Regions from separate parts of the Mus musculus genome. Here region 2 is linked to region 1. A link is a contact called in public promoter capture Hi-C data. All regions are on one chromosome and are shown on one strand. The core of a region is the stretch at or near the end of the contact, and the rest is flanking DNA. Distances in the headings are between cores, read along the strand shown.

What was found. Promoter capture Hi-C pulls out the DNA fragments that hold promoters and counts their contacts.
Region 2: a promoter capture Hi-C map of liver shows a contact between it and region 1, with 5 times the contacts expected there. The contact joins the promoter of Gatd3a here to the promoter of Gstt2 in region 1. A contact is called at or near these places in 5 of 39 promoter capture datasets (cranial neural crest, embryonic stem cells, liver and 1 more) and 1 of 9 other capture datasets (liver).

The regions. Positions count from the first base shown.
Region 1 is chr10:75,830,781-75,837,409 of GRCm38.p6, forward strand. Gstt2 (glutathione S-transferase, theta 2) reads right to left here and starts at 4,101. Exons shown (of 5, transcript NM_010361.2): 1 at 3,395-4,101; 2 at 2,872-2,959; 3 at 1,881-2,031; 4 at 1,615-1,788; 5 at 1,065-1,314. The coding sequence starts at 3,506. The coding sequence ends at 1,105.
Region 2 is chr10:78,165,909-78,172,537 of GRCm38.p6, forward strand. It overlaps Gatd3a (glutamine amidotransferase like class 1 domain containing 3A), which reads right to left and starts at 3,847. Exons shown (of 7, transcript NM_138601.3): 1 at 3,687-3,847; 2 at 3,465-3,517; 3 at 2,901-3,014; 4 at 1,487-1,606. The coding sequence starts at 3,821. It overlaps Pwp2 (PWP2 periodic tryptophan protein homolog (yeast)), which reads right to left. Exons shown (of 21, transcript NM_029546.2): 21 at 5,002-6,226. The coding sequence ends at 6,052.

The DNA of each region.
Region 1 (6,629 bases), core at 2,851-5,350:
GTTACGGATGGTTGTGAGCCACCATGTGGTTGCTGGGACTTGAACACTGGACCTTTGGAAGAGCAGTCGGGTACTCTTACCCACTGAACCATCTCACCAGCCCAACCTCTTAATTCTTAATGTTAAATCCTTTCTGTTGTGTGTTCTCACCCATGGACACACTTGGAGGCTTACATAACAATGTAAATAAATCAGGTTTGTTGTTACTTGTAAACTATCTGAGGAGATAAAAATGTTTGCCCAAAGACATCTTATTTATTCTTACACTTCAATGACTAATTCTTGTAAAACACCATCTACCTCCCTGAATGGCTTGTTATGATCATTTTTTTTGCCCGTGTAATAATTTTATGTGGATTGTTATGTGACTTTTCTATGATTAACCATAATGTTTCACGGAGTCATAATTTGATTCCATGCATATTATAGGACAGTATAATAAAACCAATTAACGAGCTGGGCGTGGTGGCGCACACCTTTAGTCCCAGCACTCGGGAGGCAGAGGCAGGTGGATTTCTGAGTTCGAGGACAGCATGATCTACAAAGTGAGTTCCAGGACAGCCAGAGAAACCCTGTCTCAAAACAAACAAAAAAACCAATAGCTCTTTATTCCTTAAACTATTCAGACTCTTTATTATAATAAAACACAGATGTCTACCAACTTTTGATTGGTTTCTTTGGGTGTGTTACTGTTTTTTTTTTTTTAAAGCATCTTTTATATATTATTGATTTGGGTCTCCTATAGGTTGTGTATACTGTACCTTAAGAGAAGCATGCTAAGGATAGCTGGTGTTCCTTTTAAAGCTTCTCTCAGAGTCAGAGAGGGAGCCAGGATAAAAGACTGGGGCAAAAAGAAACGTTAAGAAAAAAAAGGAAAGGGGTTGGTGAGATGTCTCAGTGGGTAAGAGCACCCGACTGCTCTTCCAAAGGTCCGAAGTTCAAATCCCAGCAACCACATTGTGGCTCACAACCACCCGTAATGAGAGTCTGAAGACAGCTACAGTGTACTTACATATAATAAATAAATAAATAAATATTTTTTAAAAAAAAGAAAAAAAAGGAAAGAAAAAACACAAAATGAGTCTTTATTGCTGGTCAGACCACTCAAGGAATCCTAGCAATTCGAAGCTGCATGCTGGCATGGACCTCCGGAGGGGGTACTGGTAACATTTTCTTGGCTGCCTGTCCCAGGATGCTCAGGATGGTGCTATGAGCCTCCTGACACAGCTCAGCACCCAAGAACGCCTCCACCCTCTCTCGCCATGCTGTCAGCTGAGGCCGTCCCTCAAACAGGTTATAGCCAAGAGCCACGGGCTGTAGAGACAAAGATGGGAAAGTCGAAGAGATACCGAGGGTCCCATTGCAGGCAACACAAGCATCATAGACACAGCCCCATGGGAGGTCTGGGGCACTGTGATCAGATCCAGGACCTGACAGCAGCCAGAAGCTGCCCCCCACCCCACTCCCCACTTCCCACCTAGACAGGAAACAAATCACACAAAGTTCCCCTCTATGGTTCTGGCTTTTCCCAGACCACAGTGCTTTGGACTTGGGGAAGTAGCAAAAAGAAGAGTCCGCCCTTAGCTACTACTACCCCATCTGCTGGTCTCCTACCTGCATCAACTCCTCCAGAGACATGAGATCCGCTAGCGTCACCTGCTGGCCAACAAGGAAGGCCCTGTCCCTGAGGAACTTGTCCTCCAGCTGTTGCAGAACCAGGACCATTCTATCTCTGTTCCGTTCCACCTTCTCCTGGGGAACCTGGACCCCAATGAGTGGCCCCAACACCTGGCAGAACGACAGAAGAGCTCAATCTATAAATAAGCCTGACTCTTACTGGGTGCCCAAGGTTCAGCCCCTCCCCAGAGGACCCTGGATACCTTGGTCCATAGGAGCACTCCGAAAGTACCACGGATGTTGTCGGCATGCCAGCCCAGGTATTCGTGGACTTGGGCACGGGCCTGTAGGTCGGCCGGGTACCAGTGGTCTGCCACCTGGTACTTGGAACTCAGGTAAATCAAGATGGCTGTGCTGGGAATCATAGAAGAGGGGCTATATGGACCATGGGAAGAGGGGATTTAAGGACCTTGGCTGTTTCCCATCCCTTGGCGGGGCCTTCAGAATTCTCACATTTGAAGTACTTCCCTCTGGTCTCACCACCTATCTCTCCATGACTCTTGCCTGTCCCCAGAGCCTTTCTTCTCTGCAATGTTGTGCATGGTGAAACCCAGAGACACACACAGACACACACAGACAGACACCAGCAAGAGCTCTGCCCCTCTCCAGGTCGCCTCTTTTTTTGATGTCGTGGACACTGACCCCTGGCCAGACCTTTTTCTCTCCGCCTTTCTTTTTTGGTGGTGGTTGTTGTTGTTTTGTGGGTTTTTTTTTGTTGTTGTTTTGTTTTGTTTTTTAGCTCTCTGACACTAGACTCTAATGGGAGAACCAAACAGTCTGTGAGCCCTGACCCTTTCATTGGTCTCCGGGGCCAAGCTTTGGCGGATTAAACAGGACATCTAGGAAGTTAGGAGAAGCCCTTCCTAGTCCTTTGTTGAATCTACATTTTTTTTTCCCTAACCCTTGACAATCGTCCCCTTGTCGCCTTCCAATACCCCTCAATCAGGATAGGGAGGCCTGGAGGGGGAGGGGGGGAGTCCAGCAGATGAAACAGGACAGAAGCAAGGGACATGCTGGATCAGCCCTCTAGTCTTCCAGGACCCCTTCCCACAGAGTCTGCTCTAGCCAGGCCCCCTCACAGCCTAGGGTCGGAGTCGGCCAGGGCCCCGCCCCGCACCCCACTCCAACGGAAGTGGGGCGGCCAAAGGGAGCCGGAGGAGGTAGTGAGGGCTCTGGGTATATTTACAGCTGCACCTTTCGGTCAACACGAAGCTTCCGTCTTTGAGTACAGGAACTTTGTTTAAGCAGTTCACCTGGGAGAATTGCTCGCTCATGTGCTGCCCTGGGAAGGAAGAAGCCAGAAAATGCGTGCAAGGACTCAAGCAGTATTCCTATTTTCCCCTTTCTCTTTGCAACCAGAGCAAGGTCGAAACGGCCAAAATCCGGATGGGCCGGGAACCAGAGGCACAGAGGTGGCTCAGCTATGTGTCTCTTCCCTGCAAAGTCTCCGGAATTTTGTGAATCTAAACACTGCGTGCCTTCAAAGCAGAAACTGTAGGAATCTTTCATTTTTCTCCCCACGTCCCAGGACAAAAAGTCTCTCTTGTCAGAGCGGAAGTTACGTTTAAAGAGGGCTCTGAACTGACTAAGACCACTCCAAAGAGAGCAGAGCATTCCTTGGTGGACGGCGCTGGGGGTGGGGGGGGTCAGATGATGGGGAGATTGTACCCAGGCAGAATGTGAAGGACTGACATGGTCTAGGGGTAAATGTGCCAACCTTTGAGTATATCCACGGTACGCGTCTGGAAGGGGATGCCATTCTTCTTGGCGAAGATGTAGACAGCGCGGCTGGGTTGTGACAGCAGGTCCAGGTAGAGCTCCAAGCCCATTGCCGGTAGCGACACAAGATGGTGTGCCGACTGCGTTCGATAACAGCAAGCTGGGGTCCAGCACAGCCTCAGTTGGCCAAGCCAAACGATTTCCTCCTCTGGATAGCTGACACCTGCTGATCTTGGGGAGGGAGACGCTTTGGAGGACTTTATACCAAAAGCAGGGCTGAGGTGCGCGCGCACTCAGACTGACTTATGCGATTTGCTCCAGCGGACCGTGGAGCCAGGAATCCAGCCCAGGACCTTAGTCTCACCCGGACGCGGAAATGGCCTAGCTGGGCTTTCGTGGACCCAACTCAGAGTTCTGTGGACGTAGTCGTTTGCGGGGAACTAGACCGCTCAGCTCCTAGCTCTCAGTTACTGCAGGAGGGGATCTTAGAGGCTGATCGCTGATCCTTCTTTAACGGGTGAAGCTTGTTGCAGGCTGCTAGAAACTTTGCCTTAAGGAAGAACTGTGGTTGGTCCAGCTGCCCCGTGCAAAACAGGTCGTCTAAGAACACTGGACCTCCCCAGATCTGTGAGGCTGGGCAGCAAAGCTTGAAGGAGTCACAGGACCACCTCTCTCGCCCGCCTCCAACACTCTCCACGGTAGCATCTTCCGATGGGGAAAAGAGGTGCCCATTATCACTGGCTTTATCTGAATCTTTTAGAGTAGCTATAGCCCGTGGGCCATATCGGGCACCAGAATGTTTCCCTGGGCGTTTTTCTTTTTTTCTTTTTTCTTTCTTTCTTTCTTTCTTTTTTTTTTTTTTTTTTTTTTTTTTTTGACATTGAGGGGTAGGGGTCTTGCTATAGCACAGGCTGGCCTCAAACCCTTCTGCTCCATTGATTCTCCTGTCTTAGTTTCCTGAATGTCTGGGACTCCCAGGTGAGACCTATCCTGCCTGGCTTTCCAGGGAATTTATGTTTGTTTGATTCATTTGGTTGGCTATTTTTTGTTTTGTTTTGTTTTGTTTTGTTTGAAACAGGGACTCATATAGTCCAGGTTGGCCTCAAATTCGACTTCATTTTCCAAGTGCTTAGGACTACAGGCATTTGCCATAGAACCAGTCTTACCCTGTGAGTTGATAGCTAGGAGCTGTGGTAGCCAGTAGGCTCAAACCGAGCTCTCTCAAGTGGCCCCTCCCCTCGCCCCTCCCACCGCCAGAACCGTCTGAAGCCAAATTGCCCTTTTACCTAAATAAGCTGGTGTTGTTTTTTGAGGAAAAGGATTCTGAAAAACACAAAGCTGTCCCCAGAGGAGCTTCTTCTGCAGCCCTGCACCGCACGTGGCTCTGCTCGTGCAAATTCGGTAGGGAGAGCATGTGATCCAAGATGACTGTACCCACCCAAGCCCTCTGATGTGATTGGCCCCTAGAAGTCTCCTGGCCTTGTTTATTTCACGTGCTTCCCCTAGGTCAGACATCCTCTCTCACGGGATCAGATATGGCTCTTGAATGGATGGACCCCTGAATCCCGCCCCGAAACACCCCCCCCCCCCCCCCCCCGGCTTTCACCCTGCAGACTCAGGTACCTGCTTCGCTACTCTCCGGAGAGTCCCCTCCCACACTGGCAAGGAACTGGTTTGGCTGCCTCACTCCCCTCTTCCATCTCATCCTCTCTTCCGGCTTCTTAACCCCTCCCCCCCCCCAAAAAAAGGGCTTCCTTGAATCTTGACAAAAATACCCCTTTTTTTTTTTTTTTTTTTTTGCTACCCTCCCTTTTTGACTGGTAATAGTTTTCATCTTGATTGTCAGATACCTAAAGCCAGAGTGAGTGGTAGTTTGAATGAGAAATGCCCGCCCCCGCCCCACCTCCCCACAGCCCATAGTTTCCTGCGTTTGAACCTAGTGTATGAACAGACCCCAGCTGGTGGTCTGTTTTGTGTGGGTTATGTAGCTTTTAGGTTGTGGCACCTTGCTTGCTACAGGAAGTATGTTGCTCATGGCAGTGGGGTTTGGCAGTTTATACCCTGGGCCACCTAGGGGGAGCCTATCTGACAAACAGGACAAAGAAAATCAGTAGCTAGAACCTGGTTTCATGACACAGCATTTGTTTAGCATCAGTGAACCTAGCCCTGGATTCAACCCTCCACACCACAAAACAAACAAAAAAACTGAAGAGAAGCCAAGGTTCACAAATCACACCGAACGGTGGTTACTGAAGTGGTGGGAATAAAAGTTGGAATGGCTGACTGCCAGAGAATAGTTAGTCTTCAAACGTGTTGACCTCATTCTGTGGAAACAGCTAATTTGTTTGAGGAAATTTTGTTGTTATTCATTGAGACAGGGTCTGTCTATATAGGCTGGCTGTCAGGGAACTAACTATGTAGAACAGGCTAACTCTGAACTCACAGAGATCCTCTTGCTTCAATCCTGGAATTAAAGGTGTGTACCACCATCCTGGCCTCTGGCTAGGTTTTCTTAGCTCTTCTCATCTTTTAAATTATTATTGTTACATACATATGTGTGTATGTGCACAGATTATATAAACCTGCTAGCTCTATTTTTTTGTTTGTACATATAAACTCAAGGCTGACAGTTCTGCATTGGACAACCAACTAAGGAGTTCATTCCTATGAGAGGCTAATTCTTCTCTATTAGTGGCCAATAGTTCTTTGTCTAGGGTTGGGACCTGGAGACTTTCTCCCTTCAACATTAACATGTCCATAGATATTGCCATTGCTCCAGTATAGTTTGTACAGCCATTTCTAGAGACTGTTTCGCATCAGACTTCCTGGTATTCTGGTTCTTACAGCCTTTCTGTGATGTTCCCTGAGCCATGGATTCAGGAGCCACGATGCGGATTATCTGACTGGCATGCACAATATGATCTTACAATCATCAAAACATTAGATATCCTCTAAATGTTCTTTATAACAGATTGCAAACTGCTGTAGTGTGACCACTGGGTCATTCATCTTCCTCGTCTCTCGTCACACAGCCGTACCTCAGTGAACAGCGCAAACGCAAACCACGAAACCAGCTACAAGAATTTTGGACAGCCGCTCTCCTCTGAACGCCAGCTCCCATACCTACCACCAGGGTGGGCGTCCGAGAGTTACCCTCGGCTCCCTACTTCAGAGGACTACCCCACGAAGGGGCTTCTGGGAAATGCAGCATTTCCCGCCCTCCTCCGAGAGTC
Region 2 (6,629 bases), core at 2,597-5,096, 2.3 Mb after region 1:
TCCACCGGCTGCCACATGCGCTGCTACCTTTCAGTGACAGAGGCCACCACCAACTAGCACCATGGTCTCGTGGGTTCAGCAGCCCGTGAACTAGGACCTGACATTCTTCTGTAAAGGTCAGAAAGAATGAAGATGGTGGCTTCCCCACAGGGGTTAGTGGGCTCAGACACGGGTGCAGAGGCTCAGACTCCTTAAATGCCAGAAAGACTCAACAACAAGAACCTCTCACACTCCTGAGCCCAACTCCTAAGTGAACAAGGCAGCTGTGCAGACAGATGTGGCTCTCACCAGGCAGGAGTGGCAAGCAGAAGTGGTGAGGACAGCTTAGGTGCCCAGGAAACAGGGGTCCCAATGGAAGTCAGAATCCAGCGATCCCATGCCATGCTGTTATAAGGATGGGCCACAGAGGACTCAGGGCTGTCACTACCGGCTTCGCTGGTTTCAGGATGGGGAGCGGGTGGGTGCTACCCAAAGGGGCTGGAGGTGTGCAGAATCTGAGAAGAGACATTTTGATGGCCCTGCAAACTAGTCAGAGAGTTCAGATCAAGAAAGGTGGACTGGTGACACTTCAGAGCATAAAGCCTTGTGTCCCTCTCTTCTGGGAGCAGGACACTCAGTGAAATTCCTTGGGGATATTGCAGAGCCTGCTCAAGGCTCTCCCTGACAACCAGCTGGGTGAGCACCTCTCAGGCAGGGCCCTGCTGAAGGAGGTACCATGAATGCTCAAGAAAGAACCAACAAGAGCCGTGGAAAGGACCTCCTTGAATGTATCTGCGACTTCCCCCAGCAACAGCTCAAACAGCAAAGCACAAAGGGCTTTCTTTCTCTTTCCTGATGCCACGCAGTTGTGAAGCAGAGACACTGTGATCAACGTGACTTGAATAAGAAGGCACTTTTATGGTTTCAGGGGGTTAGTCCATGGTGTGAAGCATGGAAGCGGGCAGGCAAGCGGCATGTCATTGGAGCAGAAGCTGAGAGAACTTACATCTGATCCACAAGATGGAGGGCGGCAAGGAGGGACGCGGAGGGGAAGAAGGGATGGGGAGATACACACACACACACACACACACACACACTGGACCTACAGTTCACTTTTGAAACCTCAAGGCCCACCCCCAGTGACACATCTCCTCCAACACTGTCATACCTTCTAATCCTTCCAAAACTGTGTCACCAAACAGGGACCAAGCTTTCAAACATTTGATTGAGCCTATGGGGGCCATTGTCACTCCTCACAGCAGCACAGAGGGAGAACAGCTCTGTGTGAGAGCCGACACTTGCAAGGACAAGCAGCAGAGCGTGTTGGGGACCTGACTCCCAGCACGGAGGTCAAGCCACTCAGCCCACCCTGACAGCTTCCAGGCACTGGAAGGCTCAGAGGAGGAAGCAAAGATCGCCCTGGTGATCTCGCTGAAATGCCCCCAGCCCACCCCTTGTAAAAGAGCAGATACATGTGTGGTGTAGACCCTTACTCTTGGACACGCACAGGTTTTTGGCAGCTCCAAAGCCTCCTGGGAAAATGGCAGCATCATGGTTAGCAGCATTGAGCTGAGCCAGGCTGGTAATCTTGCCTCGGGCAATCCTTGCTGACTCTGCCAAAACGTTCCTGGAAAGAGCAGATGGCACAAAGGATCAACGTGCAAGCATGGCTGGTACACAGGCAGCGCGGTGGGCTCGCCCTAGTACTGGCTCACAGCCTCAAGTGAGCATGGAGACTAGATGCTTCTAGTTAGCACTCCCAGGCAACACCTGGAGGCAGTGACAGTGGATTCTAGTGAGCTATAAGTACAACAGGCATTGTAGGCTGGGGTCAGCAGGAACTGGAGGCCCACCAAGTATCCACAGCAGGCAGAATCCAGGCCTCCACACCAGGGAGGGGCTGCCTAAGAAGCCATTTTTCAGGATGCCCAAAGCCACCTGAACATCAGATAGAGATGCAACCTCATATACAGTTGTACAACAGGAGGGAGGGGTTAGATTCAGGGGCCAGGGTTCTAGACAGAAGAGGAACTCCCTAAAGACAGCCTTGGTAGTTAAATTGCAGTTCCTCTCTCTTACCTTTTCAGTCTCAGCCCCTACCCTGCAACCAAGCCTCAGATAAGAAATGTTGTGGGCTGGAGAGATGGCTCAGTGGTTAAGAGCACTGGCTGCTCTTCCAAAGGTCCTGAGTTCAAATCCCAGCAACCACATGGTGGCTCACAACAATCTATAATGGGGTCTGATGCCCTCTTCTGGTGTGTCTAAAGATAGCTACAGCATACTTATATATAACAAATAAATAAATCTTTAAAATAAAAAAATGTAGTTGTGCTGGGCATAGAGTCAACTGCTTTTGATCCCACCAACACTTTGGAGGCAAAGACAAGAGAATCTCTAGGAATCCAAGGCCACCCTGGTCTGTATATAGTGAGTTCCAGGCCTGTGAGGGCCAAACAGACTCTGTCTCAAACAAACAACAAAAACAAAAACCCGAGGCAGTGGTGGAGTATGCCTCTTATCCCAGCACTCAGTAGGCAGAGGCAGGAGGATCAGAGTTCAAAGCCAGCCTGGTCTACAGAGTGTGTTCCAGGACAGTCTCTCTACATAGAGAAACTTTGGGAAAACAAAACAAAACAAACAACCCCTCCCTGCCAAAAACAAAGCAACAAGATAAAGGGAACACAGTACCACACAGGGACTAGCCAGAGCAGAGCATGACCACCTCACACCCAAAGGCTACTGCTACCCCTGTAACGGTCACGGGGAGGTCAGAAACATTTGGCCCATGGCCATGTATTTCCAGAACAGCCGGATGACAGTTGCTTTGAGGGACAGACACTTGATCACATAATCAGGAAGGCTACAGTACAGGAGCTGCTCATGGGAACAGGGCTCTTGTAAGGTCCTTTCCCTACCCATACCTGCTTTCCCTCTCAGAAGGCTCCCCCTTGGTGTGGTCAATCACGTGCATCTGAGGGACATCGGGAGCAAAGATCTGGACCTCAGCCCCGCCTCGGCTCAGGTGCACCAGGATCCTATATGAAGAAAATCCACAAAGACATCACTTCCAAATGTGTCCTCCGGCCTCACAGCATGACGATTTTACAGATGGACTGGCACCAAGTGCTGGGGAATTCCTAGTTTATAGGACACCTAGTTGCTTTTACGAAGGCACGGCTCCTGCCGCTTACAGACTTCTGCAAGGTAAGGGTAGAACCAGAATAAGTAGGCAAGGCATCCTTTTACTGACTGATGAGCAGCGAGGGTTGTTGACTCCGCAGGTGTTGCATTTTGGGTATGTTCAAGACCCCAGCTTGCTGCCAGGCATTCTGCCTTCACCCAGGGTCCGGGTGGCATCTTTTGTGTCTTGGCTGTGCTAACTTTGGCTTTGGACTTATCACGATGTGAACCCACTGCGCTTGGTCACCCTCTGGCCATTTCTGCCTTTTAAACCAAGAGAGTGTTTACAAACTCTGAGGACTTACGCTGAGGCCTCATGGATCTCGGTTCCGTCATAGACTCCACAGCCCGACAGCACCTGCAGGAAGAGAGGCACTGACGAGGGCGAGGGCCCAACACGCAATTACCGAGGGAGGGGAGGCTGAACCCCACCAAGAGCCGACCTTGGGCGGACAGCTGGTCGACCCCAGGCTGCGGGGACCTAGCAAGGGAAGGCACTCGGCCTGGGAGTCTGGCTCTGCACTCACCAACGCCACCCTGGCCCCGGGCCGCGGTGCGGAGCTGTGAAGGGCTGCGCGCTGGGAGGGAGCCCGGTGGTATCTGGAGAGCGGTAGGAGCGCAGAAGCCAGCCTTGGCGCCACCAAAACCCTGACGGCAGCCATCACGAAGGGCAGCCAGCCACAGTGGTGTCAGGAGAACGTGCGCCGTGGGGCGGGGTCGCGCCTGGCCAATGGAGGAGCGCGTAACAACCCCTTTCTGGAGAGGGCCAGTGGGTGGGGCCGCGCCTGCGCAGTGACCGACGGCGTACGGGAAACCCAGCACCTTTTTCCCTGGAGGACTAGCGGGAGGGAGGGGCCACAGATCTCAGGACACGCCCCCCCTCACCTAAGAGACCGGTTGGCTGGACTTCTCCAGCTCAATGACCGACCGAGCTGGGACACGCCTCTTCTCGGTTTTGAGAGGGCAAGCAAGCAAGTATGCCAGGTTAGGACCTTCCTGCGATCGACCTTGTTGAGCGGCCCGGTCTGCCTAGTTAATGTTTGAAGGGCGCTCATCTTGGTGTAGGCCACCTTGACTACCTATTGCAATTCCAGTCTATGCAATGACTAAAAACTGATTTTAAATAACGGGGTCAGAGCAAGCCCCGCGCCCTCACGGTGCAATCGTAAATTGCTCCTGCCATTGTGTTCTGGGTACCTCTGCAGCTTCCTCACAGGCCACAGTTCTGCCAGTCACGATTCAGTGAAGAGCTGAGCTGAGCATCGTACCTTCCATTTCCTATTTTGAATCAATGTGATTGCTATAGTTGCATACAGTCCGGTGTCCATCGGGGTAATGACCAGATAACTCCCAGAGTTTCACTGCCTCTCCCTAGCCACAGTGAAGGCTGTCAAAGGTGACCTGGCTTCTCTCAACTCCTAGGGATAATTAGCTGCTGGGTGTTCCCATCTTAAGATGGGAACCCTTTCACATTTAGGAGACATTTAGGCCTGGGATGCACAGTATATGCAGAAGCCAGGGAGCATACAGAAGTGGGTTTGGTGGCCCAACACCATTACAGCGAGTCAGGGATTATTCAGTTTCAGGGGACAGTAGTTGGGGGGAGGGGTGGAGCAGTGTCAGGCAATTTGCATCTGGCTGTCCACAGGGGTGGAGTGGGCATGGTTACCACGGAGCAGACTTGTAAAATACTCCAAACTGAGCCCAGTTTCTGGTATGAGAATTAAACTGGATGAGATGTATGAGATGTATGGTGATGGCTGAAGCATGGTTCAGCACTACTTGCCTGCCCTTCCCTGGGCCCTCAGTTCCACATTCATACCACACACAGACAAAACCAGTAAAGCTTCATAAAACTGTATTTGTACTGCAGATGGGGATCCCAAGATGGCACCAAAACAAGCGGGTCCTTGTCTGGGCGGCCAGGGGCCTGGCTGTCCCTGGGCACATAAGAAGCAGTTTCCTTTTCTACCCCAAGCTACACAGAGAAATGCTCTGCAGAACAGGAAACCTGGCGACACCAGGCTAAGCTCTGGCTTCTCCCCATAACGGTGTTCAAGCCTGAGCGGGTTCCAGGTGACCAAGACAGTATAGTATCAGTGTATCCTGAGTATGACAAGGGTGCGACAGCTAATGGCTCTCAGTGCACCAGGTGCCACACAGATCCATTCCTGTGGCCTGGACAGAGGCCAGTGAATAGTTATCAGCATGAGTTGGCACCTGTGGGTCTCTTCACTGGCGAGTGACATGCTGGGCCTGGTCAACCCCATGAACAGGAAGTATCGGTAAAGCACCACTCAGGCATGTCCCTTCTCCCACATAACCTGTACATACTGGCAAAGATCAGTCCAAGCTTCCCTGGCCAGCCTTGGGCTGTCACAGCCACCCGCTGGGGTCAGCCCAGCACACACCATTTCTTCACTACTTACAGATATCAGGGCCACAGGCCCGAGCAGTCACCGATCTCCCTGCTTACTTGAAGACAATGTCTCACCCAGGACACATTAGAAACACCGGAAACTCAAAGTTGAGAAGCAAAGTCCTCACATTTACAAAAAAGCTCTTCCCAACCCGAAATTCATCCTTAGAGCATCGTATTAAAAATATAAATAACTCTGACAGAAAGTTTGCAAGTCCACACTTCTAAACCTTCCCTAGGAAGTCTGTGCAGGGCCATCCACAACGCAAGCATTCTGGGCCCAAAGCATAAGTGTGCCCGCTGTATCCTGGTCCCGGCCCTGAAAGGTTGGCTTGCTGTCTCATGGCAGCATGAGCAGTCTCACAGGAAGAGTCCGGGCTGGAGGGTCTCGGGGTCTCTGGCACCTCCCACTTCCTGGGCCCAGGAGCACAGTGGTTTCATCTCCAGCCAATCAGGCCGTGAAATATATGGTTCTATATCAGCATCTCCTCTTCCTCTTCTTCACCTGCAGCTCTGAGTAGGTGCAGACTGTCCTCATCAGATGCATCTGAGTCCTCTTCTGTGTCCACAGGTTCCAGGGTGCGTTTCATGCCCCGCTGCTTGGAAACTGCCAGCACGTACTGGATGTTGAAGCGGTTCCAGTCACAGCTGGGGACAGAAGGCGTTAGGTCAGCACCAGCATCCTGCTCGGCTGCCACCAGCAGGATCAGGTGCAGCTGTCCCCAAAACTTATTCCCTCCTTAATTCAGTTCCAGCTCTACCCGGTGTAGTGCAGCATCTGGCCTGCTCTCCTTGCTGGCCCTTCCATTACAGAGGCATTCCACTGACAGAGGCAGGGGGCTGATTCTCCACATTCACAGGACAAAGGGCACGTTTCTGGCCCTATCTCCCAGAACCATGAGTGGGGCAGAAGCCAGTAGAAAGGAACAGCTGCACATTAAACTTGTGGGTGTCATGCGACCTATACAGGGCTGCCTCGCAAACCTCACAAAGCCAGTCATGCCAATGCCTTGGACATAAACCAGACAGCAGCAATGCTCAGAAGGAGATG